3 separate regions of the Zea mays genome follow, and regions 1 and 3 are each linked to region 2. The links are chromatin contacts, called in public Hi-C maps. All regions are on one chromosome and are shown on one strand. Each heading gives the region's core, a stretch centred on a gene start, on an enhancer-like site or on the middle of the called end of the contact. The rest is flanking DNA. Distances are from core to core; before and after follow the strand shown. Region 1 overlaps LOC100191488. Region 2 holds the start of LOC103640914 (NAD(P)H-quinone oxidoreductase subunit U chloroplastic). Region 3 holds the start of LOC103640910.

Region 1 (2,700 bases), core at 101-2,600, 380 kb before region 2:
GCGCCCATGGCATTGTCGTCGATGCAGTCATCACCATCTTCATCGATGGTGGACTTGTGGGCCAACATAAAGGCTAATCTCGCAAAGATGCAAACCACGCTTCTGGTGGTTGAGCAGTGGTTGCTGCAGATCAAGGCAGCAGAGCAACGTGAGCGGCAGCCGGCGTTGGCCGCACAGCACTAGACGTTGGTGGTTATGCGGTTGCAGGCTACAACGCGTGGCCTCCTAGTGCGTTGGCGGCTGCAGCGGCTGCCCAGCAGATGCTCAAGACAATCTTGGTGGTGGTTGACCTCGGCACACACGGGCGCAACCTCGCCCTATCGGACAACCATCAGCAACCACATCGATCTGCTGTCTCCAAGTGCGAGCATGGTTCGTGTCCCGCGGGCGACGAACTTCAACTCTACGGCAGCGGCGGTAGGGAAGGTGCTCCCCACATCATTGGCAAGGACACACCGCTTAGCGCCACCACATTCCGCTATCGGTCGCCACGTGAGCGCCTCCGTTGGTCATTGTTGCGATCTACTCCAGATGGCCATCTATGTGCTCCCCTTTCGTCCAGATGACGTCCATGGGTGGCTGCGCACGTGTAAGTCCAATGCGCAGAGGGTGTCCGCCTTATCTTAAGGGGTCAAAAATAAAGTCATAGTCACATTCAGATTTAAAATAATAAAAATAAGTCAAGATGTAAAAGTCTTATTTTTATGTGTTAGGTTTATGTCTAGATGAGTCATTGTTAGCATCATCGTTAGGTTGCAACTCAAGGATGACATGCTTGTCCAAGAAGAGTGTAGTGTCAGTGCCCAAGAGGGCAGCTACAGTAACAGCGACACTGTAGCACGTCTCTTAGGTTGTTTAGATAAAGATAGACTAGTTTGTGATAAGATTAAAATTAGAGATAAGACTAAATCTAGTGCTTTGGGGGTCAAATAAGGTTGTGTTTAGTTGAATATACATAGAGGAATGGAAGGGGGCGACCACAATTTCAATAGTGTTTAGTTGAGAGTCACGTAGAGGCGAGGTAAACCCCGAAATAGTTTTTTGTGATGGCGTGATCCCAAAAAATCGAGGGAACGGTGTTGCCCCGGACCTTATCCCACTTTAACCTCAAACCAAACACATCCTAACTCTCTATATAAGGAGAGATCGTATCAATTGAAGGTAAAAAGATATTAGAAGGAAATCCAATCTCTCTTGCCAACCGTAGACAAAGTTGTGCAACCGCCTCCTAACCCCTTAGCCACAACTTCTCTCTAGATTAGCCATGACGCCTTGCGCCCTATACAGCCTCCTCACCTCCGCCGACAAGACGTCTCCCTCCCGTCACGTACAACCCTAACCCATGAACAGTAGACGCGGGTAATGTAGCACGAGATACTGCAGCACGAAACCATGCCCGACGCACTGTAGCACTGTGGGTACTGTAGTACCCCAACCATCCATAACAACAAAACCTTTTAGTTGTTCGATAGATAGAAACACGCTGAAATTCAGCTTGATATTAGTTTTCAATTTATGAAAGAAAGAAAAAATCTCAATTCACCTTTCTTTTAGACATATAGTATACATAGCAATATAGCATAACAAAAACAATATATCTGAAAAAACCAAAACATCTTATAATTTAGAATCAATGAAGTAGTAACGTATAAAATTTAACAATCAAAAGATATATATGAAAGAAATGGTGCACCAACGCCAAGCATGACAATGCTCCCTGAACCCTTATCTCAAACCGAAGCATAAACACTATACTATTTGGTGGATGATCATCCAAGCAAGAGCAAAACATAAGCAATATAACTTTTACAGCCACTTTACTTTGACTGCATAGAGTAATCTTGCTCACCATCTCCACACTAAGCTGGACAAAATTCACTATTCAGTCCACGAAGCCCCTAACATTTTTGCCATAAAGCTATATCTGTCTGCAGCTTCGTCAATCTGAAATTTATAAGGCAGTATATCAAATAAACTATTGAGTGTAAACCGAAGGAGTATTAGCAGCAGTTGCACAAACCATTTTTTGAGTTGGCCTGCCAGCTCCATGCCCTGACTTCCGATCAATGCGACCAATTATTGGATTCGTCTGCGGACTGTCCTCAGTGCTGGTACACAGGACATGCTGCAAAGTCTATCAATAGCAAAGGAAACATCGTAAGAGCAGAAAACGCAAATAGGTTTGAACGGATTGAAGAATATGAAACAGCTATTGTGTAGTAAACAACAAAAGAGAATGTAAGGTTAAACTTTCATTGAACAGTAAGCCATTGCAGATAAAACCACAAAAAGAAAAACAACAGCAAGCATGGTCAAAATCTAAATGGGTTCCCAAATAGGAAGAACATCAGAAACCCAAACTGATGGAAAACCCATCTGTTGGCATTGCGGCCAAGCCTGCTGCAGCCTAATGTGCAACTCAGACTTGTTGCCGTGGGCTGCCTATGTTGATAATAAAGTTTCATTAGAGATTAGCTTTCACCAATTAATCTAACTTCAAACAAATAGTATCTCTAGCTTTCGTTATATAGACACATATCATCTAAATTGAGGCAATCAGCTTATCTTGAAGATTGATATAATGTCGCTGAGATAGGTGTGGGTGCCTGAGTGCACGTCAATACGTCATGCACACACACCACCTAATGAGCAAATAATTTATACTAGTACCAAGTATAGAAGCATTCCTGACTCCTCACA
Region 2 (2,700 bases), core at 54-2,553:
GGTCTGATTTGCTTGTATTGGGTTTCTTCTTTTTCCATTGAGAGTTCTCTCAACTTTTTTGTTTGGACAGCACATGCACTGGGAATAACCGCTGCTTGGGTAGTGCAATCCATAATTGAAGTATACAGATGTTTCATCCGTAAGCCTAGTGAGGACTGTGAAGCACTATCAAGCGACGGCAATGAACAGTTTGACGATATGAATAAATTCAGATTGTTTGGGAGGAAGATTTATGGGATTACCATCAAAAGTTGTTTCTCTTTGGTTTTGGCCTCAGCTGGAGCAGGCATTGGTGCCCTCGTGCATCCAGTGCATGGACAATGGTTGGGTGAGTCATAATTTCCCTTCTGTCTTGAGTGCATATACTAAGACACTACACAATACTTTTGCAAGCATTCATTTAATAGGAATACATATATATTTTAAAGTTTCACTTTGAGCTAGCAGAATAAGGTCAGTGCATTAGCGTCAGTTCAAAGTAACATCGCTTAACTGTACTTTTTTTTTATATCTTGCAGGTTGTGCCTTGGGAGATGTTGCAGGTCCAATTATCGCTATAATTGTTTTTAAGAAGATGCAGCTACCACTATGAGAGACTGGATTTTTGGCGACCACTGGTTTTGGGTCCCTTGTGCAAGTCATGGCCTTCAGTCTTCTGTGTGGTTGGAGATCCCTGATCTAACTTGAAAGTTCACAGTTGATGAATAACAGCTTTCACCTCAGTGCTCGTAGTTTTGTAGCTCCCTTTACAAGATGCCTTCGGGTCTTGTGGGACATGAGCATGTACTTTTGCAGTTTTGCTAAATTTTGTACTGTCTCAGATTTGAAGGATCCAAACAAGAAATTTAATTTTACTAGATTTGAAAGGAATTGGTTTGAGAAGTAAACTCCATATCTATGGCGCCTTCCGTGATAGTACCTCTCATCAACCGTTTAGGTTATCTGAGTTCCTATCTCATTCTATCTCACATCCTGTTGAAAACTTTATTCTACAAATAGCACTATTTACAATATAAAGGATTGTTTTGCATGAACATTTATACGCACCATCTGCTGCTGGATACAGCCTTAGACTGAGACATTGAAAAAAACAGCCAAATTTTAGACAAGTGAATCAACGAGCTAGCGCCTGGCTAGGTCCAACCAGTTGAATTAAACCACCTGGCAGTAAACAGATTACAACACTGCGCTGCAGGCATGCAGCGGTTCAGTGTTGGACAATGCAGCTGCAGTGGCGGACATGGTCCAAAGACTTCGCATTCAACTTTATTTATTGCATGTAACTTTGAAAATTAAATAAGATGCGAAATAAGAAAAAGGGAAAAGTTGAAATCGTTTATTTCCATCCCCTCCTCCCTTATCTCCCGCGCTCTGCTCCTCCCAGTCCCAGACTCCCATCCTCGTCTCCGCCATGGCCGCCGTCGGCATCCCCTCCCCTCCGGCGCCACACGTCTTCGCGCCCGCCGCATCTCCTTCCTCCTCCACGTACTCCACACTGGCCCCCCGCCGTCTCCGCCTCTCCACCCGACTCGGACTCGCCGCCGCCGCGGCGTCGTGCCGTACGCGGTGCGCCGCCGCTGCCGATGGCGGGGCCGCGGCCTCGGAGGGTGCCTCTGCGGTGGCGGAGCTGGAGGGGGACCCCGACGCTGGCACAGACGTTGCCGGAGGCGCCGCGACCTCCACGCGGCCGCCCTACTCGCTCATCTCCGCGGACAACGTGCAGAAGGCGATGCGCGGCCTCGGTGCGTCTTTCTTGATTCATTTGACGCGTTCGACTCATCTGTTGTTGTTGTTGGCATGTGAATTGGGTGAAGCCAAGCTGCTTAGAAATTTTCAGTTTGGGGACTGAGGCGCTTTATTTGAAGCATTTATATTTTAGATTCTAACAGGGTTACAATGTTATGCGGCAACGAAAAGTGTAAAGTATCTCGGTGAAAAAATAAGGGAGGGTGGATGTCCGTATAGTGCTTACTGATAATTCATTTGCACTGGATGATGTTTGTTTGGTGTAGCATGCTGAAGTGTCTGTATACCGATATTGTTTTAGTCCCCTTTTCAATTATTGTAGGATTTCATGTAGTGGATAACTTTGGATGATGATTAATTTATGTTAAATGTATAGTGAGTTGCCACATGGATATATAGTGTGATATAATGGCATTTGTAAGTTCCCTTGTGCAGGAAGTTAATTAAGCCACAATGTTATGCCTGGAGGATGTTTCTGCTTTGCACACTACTGTTGTATATTGAACAATATTTCCCCAAACTTGCAGCAATTACAGATGCTGACCACTATGGGAGGCTTGGAGTCACCAGGCTAGCTTCTACTGATGAGGTAGATTGAAATTGTCCACAAGTGTAGTTCTTTTCTTTCTTTTAAAGGATCCCATGAGCTTTAGCTCTAGACTCCTTCGGTATTTGCATTAAGAAGAAGACCCTCTCACTCAGCCTCAGCTTGAAATTTGCTAGAGTTCAATTCAATATCTGAGGAGTGTTATTTAGACCACCTAATCAACTCAGGTAGAGGCCCTTTCACCTTGACCAGTTAAATAATGAGGCTAAACAATCTCCATACCACTGTGCTATTGGCCTACCGCTGAAATAGTATGCAATTATGCATATCAATACAATGGCATTAACAAAGTACCTGGTAGATGCAAAGACCGGCAAATTTTTGCAAACTCAAGTTGGTACCCAACA
Region 3 (2,700 bases), core at 65-2,564, 310 kb before region 2:
AAACAATTGGTCCTGAGCTTTTGATTCGGAAGGACAGAAAAAGTTGACCCTATCTCTACACCAACTAACCCAAGCAGTTTAGTCTTTTCGCATGGCATAATTACCCCACAAACTACATCCAGATCAATGTAAAAAAACACACACACACAAACAAACGTGCAGTGCTGACACAATTACCATCTATTGAATGCGCGGAAAGACCAAGAATACATTTCGTTTGAGCAAAATATGTGCAATTAATCACGTTATTTCTGCTGCGGTGGTATTTTGCGAAACAGAGTACAAGACAAAACAAGGCTTCACCACCACCACCACCACGAAGAAAAGACATGCATAATAAGCTAGCTCTCGCAAAGAGGGGCACCTGAGAGAGACCAGAGCTTTGAACAAATTAATGCATGCAGCGGGAGGTTTCAGACACACGGTTCATGTTCACGCCTTGACGACGTCGCACTTGATGGAGCCTCTCGCGAGGTCGATCTCGATCAGGCTGTCGTCCTCCTCGCCGATCTCCGACAAGATGTCGAAGATGAAGTCTCTCCTGTCGAGCAGCAAGTCCGGCAGCAGGTCCGCGAGGAGGTCCTTCTTGTAGTTGCAGTTGTACGCGCGGCGCTGCTCGGAGCCCACGTAGTGGCCGTCGACAAGGGAGATCTCAATGAGGCTCTCGTCGTCGTCGTCGTCGTCGTTGTCGGCGTCGGTTTCGTCTGACACCGAGCCTTCTTCCTCGGTGCCCTCGTCCTCGTCGTCGTTGGTCGTCGCGCACTCCGAAGAATCTGACGGGCTTGTTCCGCTCCCGCCCACCGTGAAATCCTCCGCCGCCTCGTCCTGTGGCAGTGGCGACGACGACACAACGCTCTTCTCCGGAAACACAGCCGCAGCCGCAGCCGCAGCCTCCTCCATGGAAGGAGCTGGCGCCCTGTTGTTAGCTCCTCTGTGGGCGGTGGTGTCTCTGAGTAGCCTTTTGAGGCTGGCGAAGAGCAAGGAGAGGCAGGTGGAGACGACCAGCAGCACCAGCAACGCGAGCGAGGACGGTGCCGAGGAGGAGGAGGAGGAGGAGGAGGAAGGAGAAGAAGAAGAAGAAGAATGCAGCATGCTGTAAAGGCTACATGAAATGAGTAGGAGCGTGAGTTGTAGTATGGCCACCATCTGGGAGCTGGGCGGCATCAAGGAACCCCTCGCGCGCGGGCGCGGCGGCAGGAGCAAGCTTTAGCTGCGGCGATGGTGCATGCAGACGAGACGATAAAGGGAGAAGGGAAGGGAGCGGAGCCATGATGAGGGCAGGGGAGGGGCAGCCGGGCAGGCATGGATGAAAGAGAAAGCGAGCAGATTAAAGGGCTGCTTCGTGTTTCTCTATCAATCAAATGGATTTTTTCTTCTTTTTTTTTTGGTTTGCATCTGCAGCACTATTTTATCTAGCACGGATGGATGAGTGCGAAGACAATATATATATATAACTGCTGCAGTCTCTGCAGCAGTGAATGAATGGCATCGCATGGGAAAACTGGAACCACTGACCACCACCACCCTTGTCCTTGGCAGCACTAGGTTATGAAGGTAACAGCGTCTTTGCATCATGGTCAGAAAGAGTTGTTAACCCCTGCATGCATGAGCATCACAGCGATGTTTAAGCTGTGGTCCATTGCGGTTTGCCTGTGGGGTGACGACATGTGTGTGTGAGAGAGCAGGGCAGGGGTTTAGGCCTTTAGGGCGCCGACATGTGCAGGCAGGGCAGAGTGGACTAGACTAAAAAGTTCATCTCTTTCACTCGCTGCTGCTGTCAGCCTTTCACCCTTATCAAAGGCAGGGTTTAATTTTACTTTGCTCACGAGAGGTGAAACTGTCATGAGATCTCTCTCCCCTTCTGCAGCACTCTATGTTTCACTGCATCCATCCTTTGATCCATTCCTCCGGAAAAAAAGAAGGGTTTTATTTCTCTGAAAAATTATCAGTGCAGTAATACCGGTATTTTCATAATGAGTGACTGCTTCACATAATACTGGGGAAAAAGAAAGAAAAAAACCTCCCCATCCTAGAGTTTCATGAGCCATTAATACTGGAACCAGCGGTGGATGAGGCAAAGAAAACACCCCTTTGGCTAGTTTGAGAACCACATTTTTCTAAGAGATTTTCATTTTTCTAACAAAAATTAGTTTATTTTTTCTTGAAAAATATAAATTCCTTGGAAAAATAAATTTCCAAACTAGCCCTTAGTGTGTGTTTATTTCCCTCCTAGATTATATAAATTAGATTATAATGGAAAAGTATAAATGTAAAATATCACTTATTTTAGCTTATTTGTGATTCAAAAGTGACATTTTGTCTTTATATTCTTTAATCATAATCTAACTTATATAGGAGGTGTTTAAATACACTAGAGCTAATAGCTATTTGACAAAAAATTACTAGTGAAACTAGCTAGCTAATATATAGTTAGCTAACTAATAACTAATTTACTAAAATTAGCTAATAGCTGCTAGGGTGTGTTTGGATGTCTCCAACTAATTTTAACCACTAACTATTAGCTCTAGTGTATTTAAACACATCATAATCTAGGAGGAACAAACAGGACCGGAATAAAAAAATGGATCTACTTTGGACTGATCCTAATTTAGCTCAACCTGTTCTTTTATAGTATATGTACAGTGTCAGAGAGCAGGATTTCAGTGTAGAATTACTGACAAAAGAATGCACGTTAGTTTA

Evidence for each region. Hi-C and Micro-C count contacts between places; a contact is called where the count stands out from the background.
Region 1: a contact with region 2 is called in a Hi-C map of tassel, with 2.3 times the contacts expected there. The contact joins the enhancer-like site here to the promoter of LOC103640914 in region 2. A contact is called at or near these places in 5 of 25 Hi-C or Micro-C datasets (ear, endosperm, leaf and 2 more).
Region 3: a Hi-C map of ear shows a contact between it and region 2, with 3 times the contacts expected there. The contact joins the promoter of LOC103640910 here to the promoter of LOC103640914 in region 2. A contact is called at or near these places in 13 of 25 Hi-C or Micro-C datasets (ear, endosperm, leaf and 4 more) and 1 of 3 datasets of contacts at active chromatin or transcription factors (leaf).

The regions. Positions count from the first base shown.
Region 1 is chr10:18,377,816-18,380,515 of Zm-B73-REFERENCE-NAM-5.0, forward strand. It overlaps LOC100191488, which reads right to left. Exons shown (of 12, transcript NM_001136920.2): 11 at 2,021-2,134; 12 at 1,600-1,944. The coding sequence ends at 1,879. Among protein-coding and RNA genes, the nearest start is that of LOC100191488, 14 kb to the right of the region's middle. Within about 2 kb of position 1,351, at least 10 of the 20 cell types and tissues checked have an H3K27ac peak or open chromatin away from gene starts, as enhancers often do. A contact at or near this core is called in ear and tassel, where this site is marked.
Region 2 is chr10:18,758,348-18,761,047 of Zm-B73-REFERENCE-NAM-5.0, forward strand. It overlaps LOC103640914 (NAD(P)H-quinone oxidoreductase subunit U chloroplastic), which reads left to right and starts at 1,304. Exons shown (of 5, transcript XM_008664356.3): 1 at 1,304-1,742; 2 at 2,274-2,335. The coding sequence starts at 1,412. LOC100276490 reads left to right here. Exons shown (of 6, transcript NM_001150264.2): 4 at 1; 5 at 71-328; 6 at 519-866. The coding sequence ends at 592.
Region 3 is chr10:18,444,470-18,447,169 of Zm-B73-REFERENCE-NAM-5.0, forward strand. LOC103640910 reads right to left here and starts at 1,315. Exons shown (of 1, transcript XM_020546023.3): 1 at 166-1,315. The coding sequence starts at 1,164. The coding sequence ends at 433.